Regions from separate parts of the Callithrix jacchus genome. Here region 1 is linked to region 2. A link is a contact called in public Hi-C data. All regions are on one chromosome and are shown on one strand. The core of a region is the stretch at or near the end of the contact, and the rest is flanking DNA. Distances in the headings are between cores, read along the strand shown.

Region 1 (4,713 bases), core at 1,197-3,696, 170 kb before region 2:
TCCTCTCAAGGTTCTTCTCCTACTGGAGAAACAAAATTTAGCAAATCCAGTTGATTCTGGAAAGTGGCAAAGAAGGGTTTAAATTCATCCAGTGCTTGATTGAGGTGGGACCTGGGGCAGCTTTCCAAGTTCCTGTTATTCTTTCATTTGCCATCACACCAGCTGGCTCCTAAAACTCCCTCCTTTCCTTTTCGGTCTCCTCTCTTCTATTTCCTAGACCCCAGTGGGAAGAAGCCTCCTGGTGGTCACGCTGGAGGGCAGCATGAGGCAATTAGACGTCTCTGACTTCCTGCCATCTTGGGTTAGACCAATAGAAACCTCTGAGTAGGCTTGGTTTGTGTGCAGGTTTCTTGCACTGCTGGGACCGACTGTGGTGTTTGGTACTGGATTTAGTGTTCCAGTGGATCACATTGGTTCCAGCTGCTGGTTCCGAGTTCCTACCTCCCCAGGAAGGCCTCCCTGATTGCCCTCCTTCTCCCCACTTCATGGCCTTTGTGTCTTCTGCATCACGACTTTAATGCCTGGGAAAATTCTCTGGCTTGACATCAGCCTTATGCACTTGACTGTGAGCTCTCCAGGGGAAGGAAAGTTCTTTTCTTCATTCTGTCTTCACTCTTGCATGGAGCAGGCACTTTCTGTCTGTCAGGTAAGGAGTAAATGAATGAATGCACAGACCAAGAAAGGCGTGAAAGTGCTCTGTACACAGCACAATACCACAGCAGGCACATGAACGTTAATGACTGTTCTGTCGACTCTGGCCAGTCTCAATGCCTGGCCCAGGACATAGGGGGCACTCAGCACCCTCTGTGGAAAGTGAAGGCAGGAAGGCTGAATGGGGAACCGATTGTTGCAGGTTGGGCCCCAGGAAGCGGAGTCTGAGGTGAAGTTCAGTATGCAGGGTGTTCGCCTGGGTGGGCTGGTGGGACCTAACCTGTGGAAGGGAGCGAGACTGGGCAGCGGCAGAAGTGGGGCTTTTTGGCTGACCCCAGGGGTGCTCTGAGCTAGAATGGCCCTTCAGAGTTGTCCTGAGTTGGGCTAAGACGGCGAAGCTTGGCTAAGAACCTTTATCCTCTGGACTGATCTATGATGTGGCTCATCCAGGAAGGGGTGTAACCTTGGGTGAGGTGGAGGCGGCTCTCTGCAGCTGTGGTCCCTGAAGGTGTCTATGAGAACATGTGATGGGTAATGCCTCCTTCATGGAAGGTGGGGGGCTGGACAGCACACCTCGGTGTCCACTGCACCATCTCCGACAGAACCCTTGACCGGAGGGAGCATGCCCAGAGCTGAGGAAATCCTTCACCCGTGGCAGAGGCGGCATCAGTTGGAGGAACACACCTGGTGGATACATCGGAAGTCTTTGCCTTGAAAGTGGCCCTGTACTGGGTCAGGTGCCAAGACCAAAGCGTCCGGGGCTGGGCCTCTGTGGTGGGCGATGTTCTGTTTCTTGCTCTGTGTGTGAGGGTTGCGTCTCGTTGAATACATATGACCTATTTACACTTCTCCATCTACGTTATGTTAATTACATCTCAGTAAAGTTGTTAAAATTAGTTTAAAAATTTATAACAACTGTTTCATGTTCCCCCTTCCAGGCTGCCTCTTATTTCTCCTTTTGAAAGAGAACAAGTCGCTGGGGTTTTACTGCACATGATTCTGCCAAGCCCCGGATGGAAACATTTTTAAGCTAAACTGTGAACTGACCCAGAACATCAAAATAAGCTTTGGGTCAAACCTGACCTTTACTTTCACTTTGGGGAAGTCTCCATCCTCTCCTCAAACCCTTTCATGGCCTCCCATGTCACACATGCAAAGTGAAACATCTGGATTTGGTGGGGGAGCTAAACTATTTTCAGTTTCACCAAAGTTTAATTGAACATCTACTGTGTGCTGGGCCTGGCATTTGGCTCTGAGCTTAAACCCAGGGCTGAAAAACGCAGTCCTGCCCAGGAGAGGCATGTGTCTGGTGGGAGATTAGGATGTACACATACCGACTGTGTGTCCTGTGAAAAGCTGAGCAATGGCTGAGCCAGGTGCCACCTGCGGTACTGGGGAGGTACAGGGGTCAGCATGGGCTTTCTGGAAGAGGTGTCGTCCTTGCCAGATCTGGAGAGATTGCAATCTAAATTGTCTGGCACGTCTCCTGGAAACTTTGTTTTGCCTGTGTTTGTTCTCCAGAGGCCAAGGTGACCTTGGCCACCTCTGCAGTTAAGGCTCCTGTGCTGACGGCTCTTGCCTTTGTACCTCTCTGCCTCCGTTTGTGTCCCATCCTTAGCTCTCTATGCAAGAAGGTGGCTTGCTCTTAGATCGCTGTACTTGCTGTGGAAAGGACAGTCACTTTGTCTGGGACCTTCCCCGGAGCCTCCTCTCACAAAGCCCTCTGTGCTGTTTCCCTAAGTGCGCTGGACAACGCTCCCTGAAAATTCATATGGTTTCTGTTTCTGCCGCTGCTTTCAGGCCTTTTTTTTTTCTGCAGAACTATGCACCTCGTATTTGGCCATCCTGAGAAGGGTATTCCCCACATCCAGTGAAGATGAGCTCACCGGAAGAAGCTTGGTGGGGAGTGTATGGAGTCCTTGGGGACTGCATGGCGTCTCTGACTGGCTGTGACCAGCTCCACCAGTCATGACCTATTGCAACTCTTCCTCGGGCTTCTCTGATCTGTTTTGCAGGACAGGCTGAGAGTCAAATCCTTTGGTTTGGTTCAGAGCCCAAACAGGCTCAGGACTGGAGGACACGAGGCTGCCTGCCCCTGAGTTTCCCCACTTTGTTCTCTGGTCATCGACTGCCTCCAACACTCACCTGTGCTGAGCCACACCTGCCCCCAGCTCAGGGAAGGGAGAATCCTGACAAAATACATGAGCACTGACATCTGTCACCATCATTTGGGAATTTCTTAGAGGGACAGTGAATGGCAGGGAGGTCTTAGGAAGAGATAGAGAGATTCAGCAAGCAGAATGTGCTTACTTCCACAAACACTAAAATTCACCTGCGTTTCTGAGCCTGTAACAATTCACAACCGGGAGAAGGGATTCGGGACTACAGAGTTTGTCCAGCTTAAAATCAAAAAGTTACTGCAGATAAATCCAAAAACAGAGACATAGAGAATTAATGATACCAAGAGGGGAAAAAATCAGCATCTTAGAAAAACTTCCGGCCGGTCCACACGGGTTAATCCTACCAACCCTCACATGTGTCCATTCTGAGGTGAGGATAACATGACCCCTGTTCATATGTCCCTCTTTCCAGAGCCAAAGCAAAGAGGCGACTGATTATTTATGGATTCAAACTGCATAGACAGCCATTCAAAATAATTTATATCCAATCCTTTCTTTAATGTGTTATTAAATCCCTGGGTACATATTTGCTGATACAACATCACAGAGAGAATTTGAAGAGCCAGAATGAACATGAAATGCCTTTCTCACGCTTACAGAGTCACTTCAGACCCGCCCGTCAGTCCCCCTACAGGGCCTCATACCTTCCTGTCTCGGGGCTGGGCAGGGTTTGGTTGATCAGAGACTGACAGGAGCCTTTCCTTGCATTTTGAAACCAGCCAATCTAGGAGATATTTTCAAGTCAGTTTCATGTTATAGATATTACTAACAAGTCATGAGCTAATGCAAAAAGGGAAATCTCTCCCAGTATTGCTGTGCTAAACACAATGGTGGCGTGATGGTTAATATGAGGTGTCCATTTGATTGGACTGAAGGATGCCTAGATGGCTACTAAACTATTGTTTCTGGGTGTGTCTGGGAGGGTGTTCCCAGAGGAGACTGACATTTGAGAGGAAGGGTGGGCAGCTGCCAGTGCAGCGGTGGGTTCATCAGCTGCCAGTGCAACCCATCAGCTGCCAGTGCAGCGGTGGGTTCATGCTCGTGGAATTCACTAGTCTTATCATGTTCTGCATCATCCTGAAGCAGCTGGATTGACAGAATGGTGGAATGGCCTTTTGAAGTCAAATTACAACACAGACTAGATGTCAATAGTTTGCAGGGCTGGAGCAAAGGTCTCTAGGAGGCTGTGTATGCTCTGAATCAGCGTCCAATAGATGGTACTCTTTCTCTCATAGCCAGGATTCATGGGTCCAGGAATCAAGGGGTGAAAGTGGAAGTGGCACCACCCGCCATAATCCCTAGTGATCCACTAGCAAAATTGTTACTTCCTGTTACTGTGACATTATGTTCTGCAGGCCTAGAGGTCTTAGTTCCAGAGGGAAACGCTGCCACCAGGACACACAACAATGATTCAATTGAACTGGAAGTTAAGATGCCACCTGGCCACTTTGGGCTCCTCCTGCCTCAAAGTCAACAGGTTAAGAAGGGAGTTACAGTGTTGGCTGGGATGACTGACCCAGACTATTAAGATGAAATCAGACTGCTACCCCACAATGAAGGTAAGGAAGAGTATGTGTGGAATACACGAGATCCCTCTCAGTATTACCATGCCCTGTGATTAAGGTCAGTGGATCTACGGCCATACCACCCTGAACACAGCCCATCTTGTCTGATCGGAAGCTAAGGTCAATGGGAAACTACAATCCAATGCAGGCAGGAACAAATGACCCAGACTTTCAGGAATGAAAGTCTGGGTCACTCTACCAGGTGAAAGACCATGACCACCCAAGGTGCTTGCTGAAGACAAAGGGAGTACGGAACGGGTAGAAGGTGGTCATCAATAACAGGTATGACCACGTGACCAGTTGTAGAAATGAGGACT
Region 2 (4,298 bases), core at 147-2,646:
CACCACTTCCTTCAAGGTCCTCTGTGACCGCCACTTCCCCTCCTCCACCCAGGGTGGTCACCTGCCTGCCTCTCACACATGGCCTTCCCGCTGCTCTTCCACGTCAGTCTCTGAGGCCCTGTTTGTGTATCTGCCACCACCGCCCACTACAAGGGGTCAGGAGAGGGTCTGCATCCCCAGTCCCTGCCCTGTGCCAGTCCCTCAGGAAACAAGCAATACGTGTGGAGAAACTGAAGTTCGTACTTGTTGGGGGCGCAGAAACAAAATATGTGCATTTTAATGGAATTGCTTCTCCTCCCATTGATGCTGGAGAAGGCATTTCCTAACTCCCAGTCACCCAGTGTGTCCAGCGCCTAAGAGGCATCAGGGGAGCAATGGCGGGATGGAGAGGAGGAATGTGGAAGAGACCAGGGCAGGAGCTGGACGGGAGCTCTGCCCAAGACAACTTCTTGAAATTTCCAGGAGACTCAGCCAAGCAAAAAGCAGAAACAAGAAAACGGGGAAAGGATGGCTACTTGTAAGTAGTATGCTAACAAAAATATTTACCAGAAACATTTGTACTTTCAAAGCAGTAAGCTTTATGCAAGCACGATGTCATTTCATCCTCAGGACAACTCTGTGAGATATGGAAGCTTTTATTATCCCCCTTGTACAGATGAGGCACAGAGAGGTTAAGTAACTTACCCATGGTTACACAGCTAGGAAGTAGGAGAGGTGGATTCAAACCCAGGCTGCCTGGCACAAGAGCCTGCACTCCAGTACTTTAAGAAAGGCAGCAGCTAAGTCAAGTTTTAAATGGGAAAAGGCTTCCCTCTGAGACGGGGAGCCCCGTGTTATTAATATCAGATTATAATAACGCACTGAGCTTTCATTAGAAAGGCTGACGTGGTTCCCAAAAAATGTAAGCAAAGGCAGGCAGATCGCAGATTGCCTTTCCTGGAGAAAGGCTGAAGGGTACAGAAAAGGTGAAAGCGAAGTCCAGCACTTGGTGAGCCGGGACAGGGGACCGGAGTGGGTTTAGGCAGGACAGGGCGCATGTTTTTCCGTATGAGGCAAGAGAAAAGTACAAGGGCATCCAAGTCGAGAAGAAATGTGAGAAGTCTCTGACTACGAAGAATGTGCTGGACCGAAGGGAGGAGGTTGGAAAGGAGGGTGTCCACGTTCCAGTGTGGGCACGAGGGTGAGAAGCCCAGCCAGCCTCAGGGAGGAGAGTGGTCATACGGAGAAGGCCTGAGCATAGGTGCTGGAGTCTCCCGGGGCCCGCGGGGTAACATAAGCATCCTCTGTTCTGATCCTCTGGCCTGCCTCCATTCATGTGTGACTTTAGCCGCCAGCCAGGTTCTGGGCCCAGTGACACGGCAGTGACAAGGCAGAGAAGGCAAGGTCCTGCCCAGGTGGACCACAGAGTCCAGACCCTGAATAACGTCCACATGTGGTCAGCGGCACGGTGCATTAGCATGGCAGTTACTGCAGTGAGTTAGACACTGTAGAGACCCTATGTGTTACAGACCAGGAAACACCAAGGTTGAGGTACCTGCCCAAGTTCACAGCTAACGACCTTCTGCAAGAGGTTGGTGTAGTGTCCAACATGGACGTCGGGGTTGGAGACAGGTTTTGAGCCACTGTGCTGAACCGCCTCCCTGTCTAGACAGTGGCAGACCACCACGCTCAAACCCACCACACCATGGCTGCCAGAGACCACAGCCAAAAAAAGGCAAGAGAAAGGAAGGTTAAGAGCCAAGATGATGACAAGATCGTGAAGTGTGCCAGAGGGAGAAGAACCATCATGAAATTCACAGGTTTTCTTTGGAGTTAGATGGTTTTCATGCTATAGTATCATTAGGAAAAGAAAAGAAACAGAAACATTCTCAAATTCCCAACTTCCTACCTAGATACTTTGTGTAAAGGTTCAGTACCAGCAAAGGGAAAGTGGAAAGCGCTTGGGCAGAGGCAGGTGGAGGCCGAGAAAACAGCTTGGCTAGTGAAGGGGAGGAAAGGCCGAACCGAACCGCACTGCACGCAGTCACCGTGTATTGGTCCATCCAACAGCATTGGAACTGTGTTTAGTTCCAGGGCAGTGGCAGAAATGGAGGGCAATGTACCACGGAATGAGAGAAAACGTTCCTTTACCAAGGGTGAATAGGGACTCTGTTGTGGAGAAGGTCCCCGTTAAGGCAGACCAGACACTCTGGCAGGAGACAGGAGTGTAACTACAACCGTGACATGGGGTGGCCAGTGAATTGCCCGTTTCTCAGAAGAAAACCAGACAGATCTGAGGACTGCCTGAAAATATGGCACAGGTGAAGGGGTGTGTTTTCATTGATGCACATGCAAATTATGCAATTAACTGAGAAACTGCAAGAGTCAATAAAGTGAAGGGTGAAAAGAAACCTAGTCACAACCAGGGTGTGACCATGCCGTGCAGTGGGGGACAACACAACATGACATGATGCAAAAGCTGCCACCGCCCCAGTGAAACCAAACATAAAAAGAACCCTTTCTAAAAAGGTGTTACATAGGAAGTAAGGTCTGCTGAGCTCGAGCAATCCTCCCACCTCAGCCTCCAGAGTAGCTGGGACCACAGCTACTCTAGTTCACAGTTATGCTTTAAAATCAGAGTGACCACAGCTGAGCAACTCACTGGGCAAAAGCATTTGGCACCCTCCTTAGGGAAAGGAGGAGGTTACATGACCAAGGTCACACTGCCAGGAAGTGGGGAACACAAGGTGAGAGCCTGGATTCCTCGGCTCCAAAGTGAGTTTGTCAACCAGTTTTCTACCGTGCCTTTTGAGCTGGGTGATTTTGAAATTTGACATATAAAAGACAGTAGTTTCAAAGTAGCTAGGACAGGAAGAAAAGCTTGGAAGCTTTTTTTTTATTCTGGTAAAACATTCGAAACATATTTCATTTAAACCATTTTTATGTGCACCATTCAGTGGCATTAAGTACATTCACGTTATGGAACCAGCACCAGGACCCATGTTGAGAACTCTTCATCATCCCAAACAGAAACTCTGACCTGTCAGAAAAACATCCATCCCTGCCCCTCCTGCTAGTCCCTGGTAACCTCTGTTCCACTTTGCACCACTTGACATTCCCACCAGCATTGCACAAGGTTCCAGTTTCCCCACGTGCTTGCCAACCCTTGTTGTTTCCTGGGGTTGTTGTTGTTATTTTATTTCATGTTTTGAAACAGGGTTTCTCTGTCACTGAAGCCGGAGTGCAGTGGTATGATCATAGCTCACTGCAGCCTCGGCCTCCTGAGTTCAAGCCATCTTCCCACCTTAGCCTCCGGAGTAGCTGGGACTACAGGTGTGCCCCATCATGCCTGGCTAATTTTTGTATTTTCTGTAGAGACAGAGTTTCAACATGTTACCCAGGCTGGTCTCGAACTCTTGGGCTCAAGTGATCCCCCTACCTCGGCCTCCCAAAGTGCTGAGACTATAGGCATGAGCCACTGTGTCTGGCCCTGTTTTGTTGTTGTTGTTGCTGTTTGTTTTTTGTGTTGTTTCCTTTTGTTTTTAAGACAGTGTCTCACTCTTTTGTCCAGGCTGGAGTGCGGTAGCATGATGATGGCTACTGCAGCCTCAACCTCCTGGGTTCAAGCAATCCTCCTGCCTCAGTTTCCTGAGGGCTGGGACTACCTATATGCACCACCGTGCTTGGCTAATTTGTTTTAGTTTTTGTGGAGGCGTATCTGTGATGATACGTGAGGGAAAGGCCACGTGGAAAGTATATTTATTCTTCACTGGAGCCATCTCTATAAGCGCGAGTAGATTAAAGCATGTACACACACAAAATATGATTACTTATTTATTTTTTATTGCCATGTTGCCCAGGCTGGTCTTAAACTCCTGGGCTCAAGTGATCCTTGCACTGCAGCCTCCCAAAGTGCTGACATTGCAGGCATGAGCCACCGTGCCGGCTCGGGTGTTCTGATCATCACCACGCTAACGCCGTGAAGTGGTAGCTCATCGTGGGAAAGCGTGGAATTCATGTCGTTTACAATCATTAGATGATTTTTTAATTTAGACTGTATTACATACAGTTTCGGTCTTAGAGTCCGGATATTCATGCTACCAAAAAATCTATAAACAACAGCTCACCTTGGGCAGAATTTCAGTCTACAAAGCACTTTCAAATGCACAGTTTGTGTACCTGGAAGACACGATGAAGTGTAGGATTGGAGAGACAGATGGAATGACCATTACTGTTGTTGTTATTGTTCTCGTTTTAAAGACGAGGAAACTGAGGTTTTAAGAACTCACAGTCATTTCCCAAGATGATATACCTAGGAA

Evidence for each region. Hi-C and Micro-C count contacts between places; a contact is called where the count stands out from the background.
Region 1: a contact with region 2 is called in a Hi-C map of skeletal muscle, with 3 times the contacts expected there. The contact joins two enhancer-like sites. A contact is called at or near these places in 2 of 3 Hi-C or Micro-C datasets (both in skeletal muscle).

What each region holds. Positions count from the first base shown.
Region 1 is chr12:118,944,919-118,949,631 of calJac240_pri, reverse strand. No RefSeq gene overlaps it. Among named protein-coding and RNA genes, the nearest start is that of TEX36, 52 kb to the left of the region's middle. Within about 2 kb of position 2,446, at least 1 of the 16 cell types and tissues checked has an H3K27ac peak or open chromatin away from gene starts, as enhancers often do. A contact at or near this core is called in skeletal muscle, where this site is marked.
Region 2 is chr12:118,771,534-118,775,831 of calJac240_pri, reverse strand. No RefSeq gene overlaps it. Among named protein-coding and RNA genes, the nearest start is that of TEX36, 230 kb to the left of the region's middle. Within about 2 kb of position 1,396, at least 1 of the 16 cell types and tissues checked has an H3K27ac peak or open chromatin away from gene starts, as enhancers often do. A contact at or near this core is called in skeletal muscle, where this site is marked.